2 separate regions of the Rattus norvegicus genome follow, and region 2 is linked to region 1. Evidence: chromatin contacts called from public Hi-C data. All regions are on one chromosome and are shown on one strand. Each heading gives the region's core, a stretch centred on a gene start, on an enhancer-like site or on the middle of the called end of the contact. The rest is flanking DNA. Distances are from core to core; before and after follow the strand shown. Region 1 overlaps Ltbp2 (latent transforming growth factor beta binding protein 2). Region 2 holds the start of Ltbp2 (latent transforming growth factor beta binding protein 2).

The links. A called contact is a pair of places that touch in the nucleus more often than the background predicts.
Region 2: a Hi-C map of the Rat2 cell line shows a contact between it and region 1, with 5 times the contacts expected there. The contact joins the promoter of Ltbp2 here to the enhancer-like site in region 1. A contact is called at or near these places in 3 of 12 Hi-C or Micro-C datasets (the Rat2 cell line, Schwann cells and kidney).

The regions. Positions count from the first base shown.
Region 1 is chr6:110,174,895-110,178,203 of GRCr8, forward strand. Ltbp2 (latent transforming growth factor beta binding protein 2) reads right to left here. Exons shown (of 35, transcript NM_021586.2): 19 at 1,946-2,065; 20 at 849-971; 21 at 502-627. Among named protein-coding and RNA genes, the nearest start is that of Isca2, 27 kb to the left of the region's middle. Within about 2 kb of position 1,732, at least 7 of the 93 cell types and tissues checked have an H3K27ac peak or open chromatin away from gene starts, as enhancers often do.
Region 2 is chr6:110,255,708-110,259,272 of GRCr8, forward strand. It overlaps Ltbp2 (latent transforming growth factor beta binding protein 2), which reads right to left and starts at 1,591. Exons shown (of 35, transcript NM_021586.2): 1 at 1,001-1,591. The coding sequence starts at 1,536.

The DNA of each region.
Region 1 (3,309 bases), core at 482-2,981:
CACCTCTCGCCCATCCTTTGAGTTTGGAGAATACTCTGGATCTCTAGAGAAGGGCAAGTCTTGGCCGTATTCTTTAAGGCAACCTCACACTTCCTTCCTAGAAAGCTCCTTGGATAGCCATACCTACAGCTTAGCTCTTTTGAGACAATGTCCTGTAGCTAGGCTGGCCTCAAACTCATCCTGTAGTTCAGGCTGGCTTCAAACTCAACAAGGCTAAGGCTGGCCTTGAACTCCTGATATTTCTGCTTCCACCCCCAAGTCCTGGGGCCATAGTCATGCACTACCGGATGTGACTTGAGCTTTCCTCTTGTCTCTGTGACAATTTGTCTCATCTCTCAACTTAGAAGTTATGTCAAGTTCAGAAGCTCTCTGGGGTCAAGTCTCCCAAAGTTTCCTCTAACCTAACCCAGAGACTCCCAGCATCAGCCCAAGGCTGGAGGGCAAACATGCTATTTAAGAGGGAGGGCAGCCTGTATTCTGTCACCATCTCTCCTGTGTTACCTTCACAGGCAGTGCCATCTTCGTTCACCCAGTACCCACTCTGACAGGCTGAGCAGGTGAAGGAGCCCTCCGTGTTGAGGCAGAGGCCGGTGGGGCATGAGGCTCGGCTGGCACACTCGTCCACATCTGAAACAGGCCATTGAGTTCTGTATGGGATTCTGCAGGGCAGATATGCCAGAGACACATAGGTGGGCAGGGAATGCAGAAAGGATACGTTTTTGGCAAAGGGTAGGACAGGCCTCAGGCCTGATAGGTTAATTCAGGGTTGGCTATGGGGGTTGACATGCACAGGGAAGATGCTGGAGACTTGATTTGCCTGCGCCGAGGAGGGCACCACATCTCAGTACCTCGGCAGCCCTTCTTGTCTGGGGTGAGCTCATAGCCTGGCTCACAAGAGCATCTAAAGGAGCCTTCCATGTTGATGCACCTTCCATGGGCACATATCCCGGGGGTCAGACACTCATTCATATCTGTGGATAAAGTCCAAGAGGGCGCACTGGCCTCCCCTCCTCCTCGCCCTCTTCCCCACCATAGCAAGCATAGATCCTCTCTATTATGAGCCCCCTTGGAACCAGCCTTCAGCGGGAAGGCAGGCCAGCCACCCTTGGAGAGCCACGCCCCTTTGTTTCATCTAGGCATAGCAGGGCCATACCCTCCTGAGTGTTCCTCAGACACCCTACATAGTCTCAATGAACCCACTGAGAATGCTGGAAATAAGGTGTCCCAGACCCCTGACTCATTCCATCATGGGCCTCATCCTTTCTAGTCTCTCACCTGCCACCAAAAAAATTCCCATGTTCCATACCCAAGGAACAGTTCCAGTCCGTGGGCGGGCAGTGTGGAGAGAGGCCAGGCCATGCCTGGGTGGCTGTGGCTGTCTTGAGGGCCTGGGAACCATCTGCCCTCCCCAGAGCCTCAAAGCATCTATTCAAAACATGGCTCCTCCTGGAATCAGAACCTTGGGCCCTTTCCCTGCGGGGGCTGAGGAGAAAGAGCACTCCTTCCCACTGTCACAGAATTGTTTTGGGAACAAGAAGTGCCATGGCTAATCGGTGGGAGGCTCTCCTTATACAGTGCTCTAGTGTAGCCAGGGGGCCTGGTGGCTGGCTCTCTCCAGCCTAAGACCCTGAGGCTTCTTAAGGCAGTCAACAGAAGTGAACCGCAGGAGCTCCTGGGACTTTGGGATAGAGCTTTGGAACGGATGTGGCTAGGCAGCAGAGGAGGGCCCCACCCTGGCTGATTCAGAGGGCAGAACCCCACAAGGAAAGCACACCCACATCGTACTCAGCATCATCTAAGACTCCAGCAGGATGAAGGAGGACAGTACTCTCTAAGCCACTTCTGTCTGCCCACCTCTTCCCCTCTGGGTGTGTGGGGTGAACCAGCCATCGCAAGGCTAAATGACACCCTCCCCTGTCCCGGTGCCTTGGCACTCAGCCCTTACCTACACAGTTCCCGCTCTGCCCTATGTAGCCCTCCTCACAGGCCAGACAAGTGTAGGAGCCAGGGGAGTTGACGCATCTCCCATCAGGGCAGGTACCAGGGTGACGGCATTCGTTGATATCTATAAAAAAAAAAAAAGCCCCTCCCTGGTCATCTATGAGAGCCACAACCCATGGGGACTTCGTGTCTGCAAATCTTTGACCCTGCCCTGTCCATACAGGAAAATGGATGTCTGTTTTGGTATAGATGAACAGTAAGAAAAACTGACTCCCCCTCCCTATTTTCCCAACCTTCCCTCCTTCCCTCACTATTCTAGAACAGAGATTAATGAAAGACTTAAAGACCCTGCAGATGGCTGTAGTAACCTGTGTGTACTGTTAGCTGTATGAAGTCAGAAAGCTGCATGTTTCACACTGGATTGTTTGGAATGGGCCTTCACATCACCCTTGGTCAACGCTTAATCCTTTACAAGAGGTGGCCATCTGGGGGACAGCAGTTAGTTGAGCTGTTACCACAGGGCAGCACCAAAGGGCAGTGAAAGTGCTTCTGGGGCCCAGGAAATGAGGGCTGACCTTCATTCTTGGGTATGGCACAGACCTGCCTTGAGGCTAAATGCAGACTAAAGGGTGGAGGTTGGCAAAGCTCTGTTTTTCTTCTAGCCCTGATAGGCATGGGGTCTCAGGACTCACTCCGCTGAGTTCCAGAGACCCAAGGCAGCAAGGCTGAGTCTAACAGGGCAGGCAGGAGAGAGGGGCTAAGGAGAGGGAGTGACAGCAAGGAGGAGAAGCTTTGCCCAAGGAGCCAAGTACAGGGTTCTTCACTAGTGACTTGTCTTCAGGGATTCCAGCATGCAGGGGAAGAACCGAGGGAGAGAAGTCATACCACAGGGATTAAACTCTGGGTCACAACCGCAGGAGAACAATACGCCCCTCTGGCACGAATGTCAACATGTGTGGCCATCAGGTTGGCCAAGCTGAGGAAACAGGAGGATTTATCCTCTAAAAATGACAATTACTCTCTGAGAGAAAGTCCAGCGGCTTAAGCAAGCCCAAAAGGCCTACTGTACAGAGGCAAGACCCATTCAGCACCTATGGAGGCAACGCAAGAGACAGGCCAAGGGAGAGAAGCAAGCTTCCTGCACAAGGACCAAAGGCGGCAGGGAACAGTGCAGAGCAGATCAGAGCAAGGGGTCTGAGGCACTGGGCAAAGGGAGGAAAGAGATGGCCTGGCCTGCAGAAGTCAGGAGCCATCATAACTGACTGTTCCAGGGACAAGAGCTTGTCCCTGAGGGTCTAGAAGAGAAGGCTATATCCTCAGGTGGTTACTGGGTTGAGTATCTGCAAAGATACAGTTTCTAGGTAATAA
Region 2 (3,565 bases), core at 341-2,840, 81 kb after region 1:
TGAGGCACGGTGAATTCTGCTAAAATACAGGAGAAGACCGCTGCAGGCAAGAGAAGAGCATTGCGCAGAGCAGGAGGCGGAAGATCCTCTGTAGTGGAACTCGGTGTACACGCATCGGGACTGTTACCTGGGACTACAGTGGACAGGTAAACCAGGATCCGGCCGAGGGCTACCAAAGCCCCTCCTAGACTAACCAATGGCGCCCTGCCCAGTCCGGTATTGCCAGGCTTCTGTGCTCTCACTCCAGAGACACCTGGATACTGGGGAGAGGTCCCTAACCTAGCAGTCATTAAATTCTGGGCAGAGCGTTGTTGGGGCTGGAAGGGGGCCTCCTGTAGTAATAGAGTCCGGGGCTCACAGTGAGTGGTGCAAAATAATAAGGAAGAGTTGGAGTGAGGCGTGGCCTTTCAAAATGCGCAAACAACGCTGACATATAGTCTTACTGGCACACACAGACCCAGTCCCTCGCACAGCGCAGCCTCCCCTCCACAGAGCTCCTAAACCCATGCCTAAGCCCTCTGCGTGTCCCAGCAGACCTGAGCCCGGACCATACACTTGTCTTGGCGCGCCTGCTTCGCTGTCAGCCCCTTCCTGGAGATGCTTCTGTCTTCGCGCCCTGGTGTCCCCACTCCCCCGCCCCGATCCTCCACCTACTGGCGCCCCGAGCCAGTTTAACCTTCCCTGGGCCTCAAGAGCCCCAGAGCGCCCACCCAGCAACTACGAGAGCTCGTTAGCCCAGCACAGAACGCGTTAGAAACGCACAAGAGCCTAACGTCGGGGTTCCCGGTGAACTGGTGTCCAAGGGAAAGGATAGTAGATTTATTCTCCCCAAAAATAACTTTCTGAAAGCTGGTCCCGAGCCCCGGCTTCGGAACCTCGGGATGGTTTCTCTACATTACTGAGGACAAAGGAACAGGACTCTCCTCTGTCCCGCTCCACTAAAGGCATGACCGTCCAGTATCCCCGCATCCCCCGCCCCAATTCTCTCTCCAGTGCTCACCCGGTGAGCCGCCCTCGGCGTGCAGCCGCGGGTCGCTGAGGGGTCGCCAGGCGCACGACGGAATGTGCGGTCCGGGCTGCTGGTGGCTGCTGGCCTCGGGGATTGCTTCTCCGAGTCTGGACAGGTGACTGGACTCGACGCAGCTGCTGGGCTCGGGACGGTCTCCTGGCCTCGGCCTCTGCGAGCCTCCCAGGGATCCCCTGGCCCGGCTGATTCCACTCAGAGGGCGACAAGCCGGGGACCGGCGCGTCGGGCTCTCGGAACAGACTGTACACCTTGGCTGCAGCCGCTGCGGGGTGGTTGCCCACGGGGCGCCACAACCGATTGGCATCCCGGCTAGCTGGTTCGTATCTCCCCACGGAATCCCTTTGGGCATGACTTGTCCCCATCAAGAGAGCCAGGACAAGTGGCAGGAAGCCCCTCCAACGCGCCCTTTGGATGCGTCCGGAGCAGCGGACGGTGGTCGGCGCCCTCATGGCGCCAGAGTGGCTGCAGAGCTGTGGGCACCGGAGACCTCGCAGGGAGGTGCTCTCCATCGTTCGCTCCACAGTCCCGCCTGGCGGCGTGCCCCTTCCCGTCTAGGGGACCTCTGAAACAGACGTCTTGGGGTCCGGGGGTTCCCAGGCAAGGACTGTATGGCGTGAGCTGCCCGGGCTGCGCACCGAGCCCGAGTCTGCCGCACCTTCGCGTCCGCACTGCCGCCGTCTGAAGGGGAACCGGAGGGTTTTATTTTTGGAAACCGCCCCCTGCTTTTTCGTCTCTTTTATCCACGCCATGCCCCCCCTCCTTGGAGGGACAGCTCGGCCCCCTTATTACGGGAGACAAGAATTCCAGCAACACCCTCTTTGGCACCGAGAAGCGAGCGGGCGGCGAGGGGATTAACCCGTGAGGAGCTGCGGGCGACGCAGAGCAGACCCGGAGACTGGAAAGACAGATGGCGTCTGCCTGGACAAGCGCACCTGAGCCTCCTTTCTCCTGTCCTGAGCAAGCTCAAGTTGTCCACCTGTCCTGGATGCATTTTCTGCTCCTGACCTCACGGACTAAGATGAACAAGGCTGCTTCTCAGACCTGAAGGAAGCTGGGGAAGGTACCCAGACCAAAGTAATGGGGACCGAGCCTGAGGCATGCGCGCCTGGTCTCGACGCTTCCTCCTCTGACCACTGGGGATGCTAGGCGAGAATGCAGGTGTCCCTGGGGCAGCACCCAGGAGTCGATTGCCTATGGGGAAGGTCAACTTGGGGCGCGCGCCCCCTAGTGGAGCTGGCCTCATCCTTGGCAACCGTGTCTTGTAGTGACACTCTGCCAGAGGGCTTAGCTCCTAGATCTTAATCTGTTTCCTGTGGCGTCTAGCCTTGGCCTGATCCTATGGTGATGGTGGCTGCCCTCTGGAAGAGGTGTTCTCTTTCCACAGAGGCAGACATGGAGCCTCTTGAATAAGGTGACTGAAGGAGAGCATTGCTAAAGACGGAATTAAAACCCAGGCCAGTGGCCTCTGGCCCACAGTCTACTCTAGCTAGACTTCCTATCACAGCCACTCATTACTTGGAGGATTTGCCCCAAGGAGACTGCATGAGTCTTTGATTGATCCCTGTTGGGCTGGGTTCTCACATCTTCTTGTACCGATGGAGACAGGAATATCGGTTGTCTCACAACTGAATTTTCTGTCAAATCTACCTTCTTCCTTTTGTTCCCTGCCCCAAAGCCTAGGCATATATGGCTTTCCTGGAAGAGTTTTCACAATTTACTGCTTCCTAAGGAGACAGGATGAAAGAACCGGTAAAAGACACCCATTCCAACTTCCCGTACCAGCCTCCCCCCTCCCAGGAACCTAAGCAATACCTAATAGGAGAAGAAAGCCTCAATACTTGACACTGGCCTGCGGAATCCTCCCCGCCCAGCTGGTTCTCTGTCCGATCCGAGCTTACTCTCACTCACAGGACCCTCACTGGCCGTCGTCTCTGCTAGGCAAACATTTGCTCCACTGCGATGCCTCATCTCTCTACCTGGAGTATTCGCCTCCAAGAGATCTTCAGGGCCGCCTCTTCATGTCACCTCACAGAGCAAACGTCAGCCCCGAGAGTGGCCATGTGTGCTGTTCAGCTTCCCATTCCTGTGAGGAAATACCCAAGAGTACCCACTTACAAAGAGGAATCATTTCTTGGGGCTTCTTCGTTGTTGTTTTGGTTTGGTTTGGTCTTGGTTGTTGTTTGGTTTGGTTTGGTTTGGTTTTGGTTTTGGTCTTTCAAGGCAGAGTTTCTCTGTGGAGCCCTGGATGTTCCCTCTGTAAACCAAGCTGGCCTTCAACTCAGAGATTCTCCTGCCCCCTGAATGCTGCGATTAAAGGCATATTCGCCACCTCTCAGATCTTCCCTACTCTTTTAAAAACATATTTTTAAAATTACTTTCAGTTATGTGTAGGCGTGTGGGTGTGTACATATGGGTACGTGCACATGAGTGCAGGGACCTCTGGAAGCCAGTGGTACAGGATCCCCTGGAGCAGGACTTACAGGTGGTCGTGAGTCACCTGAGGTGGCTGGGAACTGAATTAGGGTGCTCTGGAAGAGC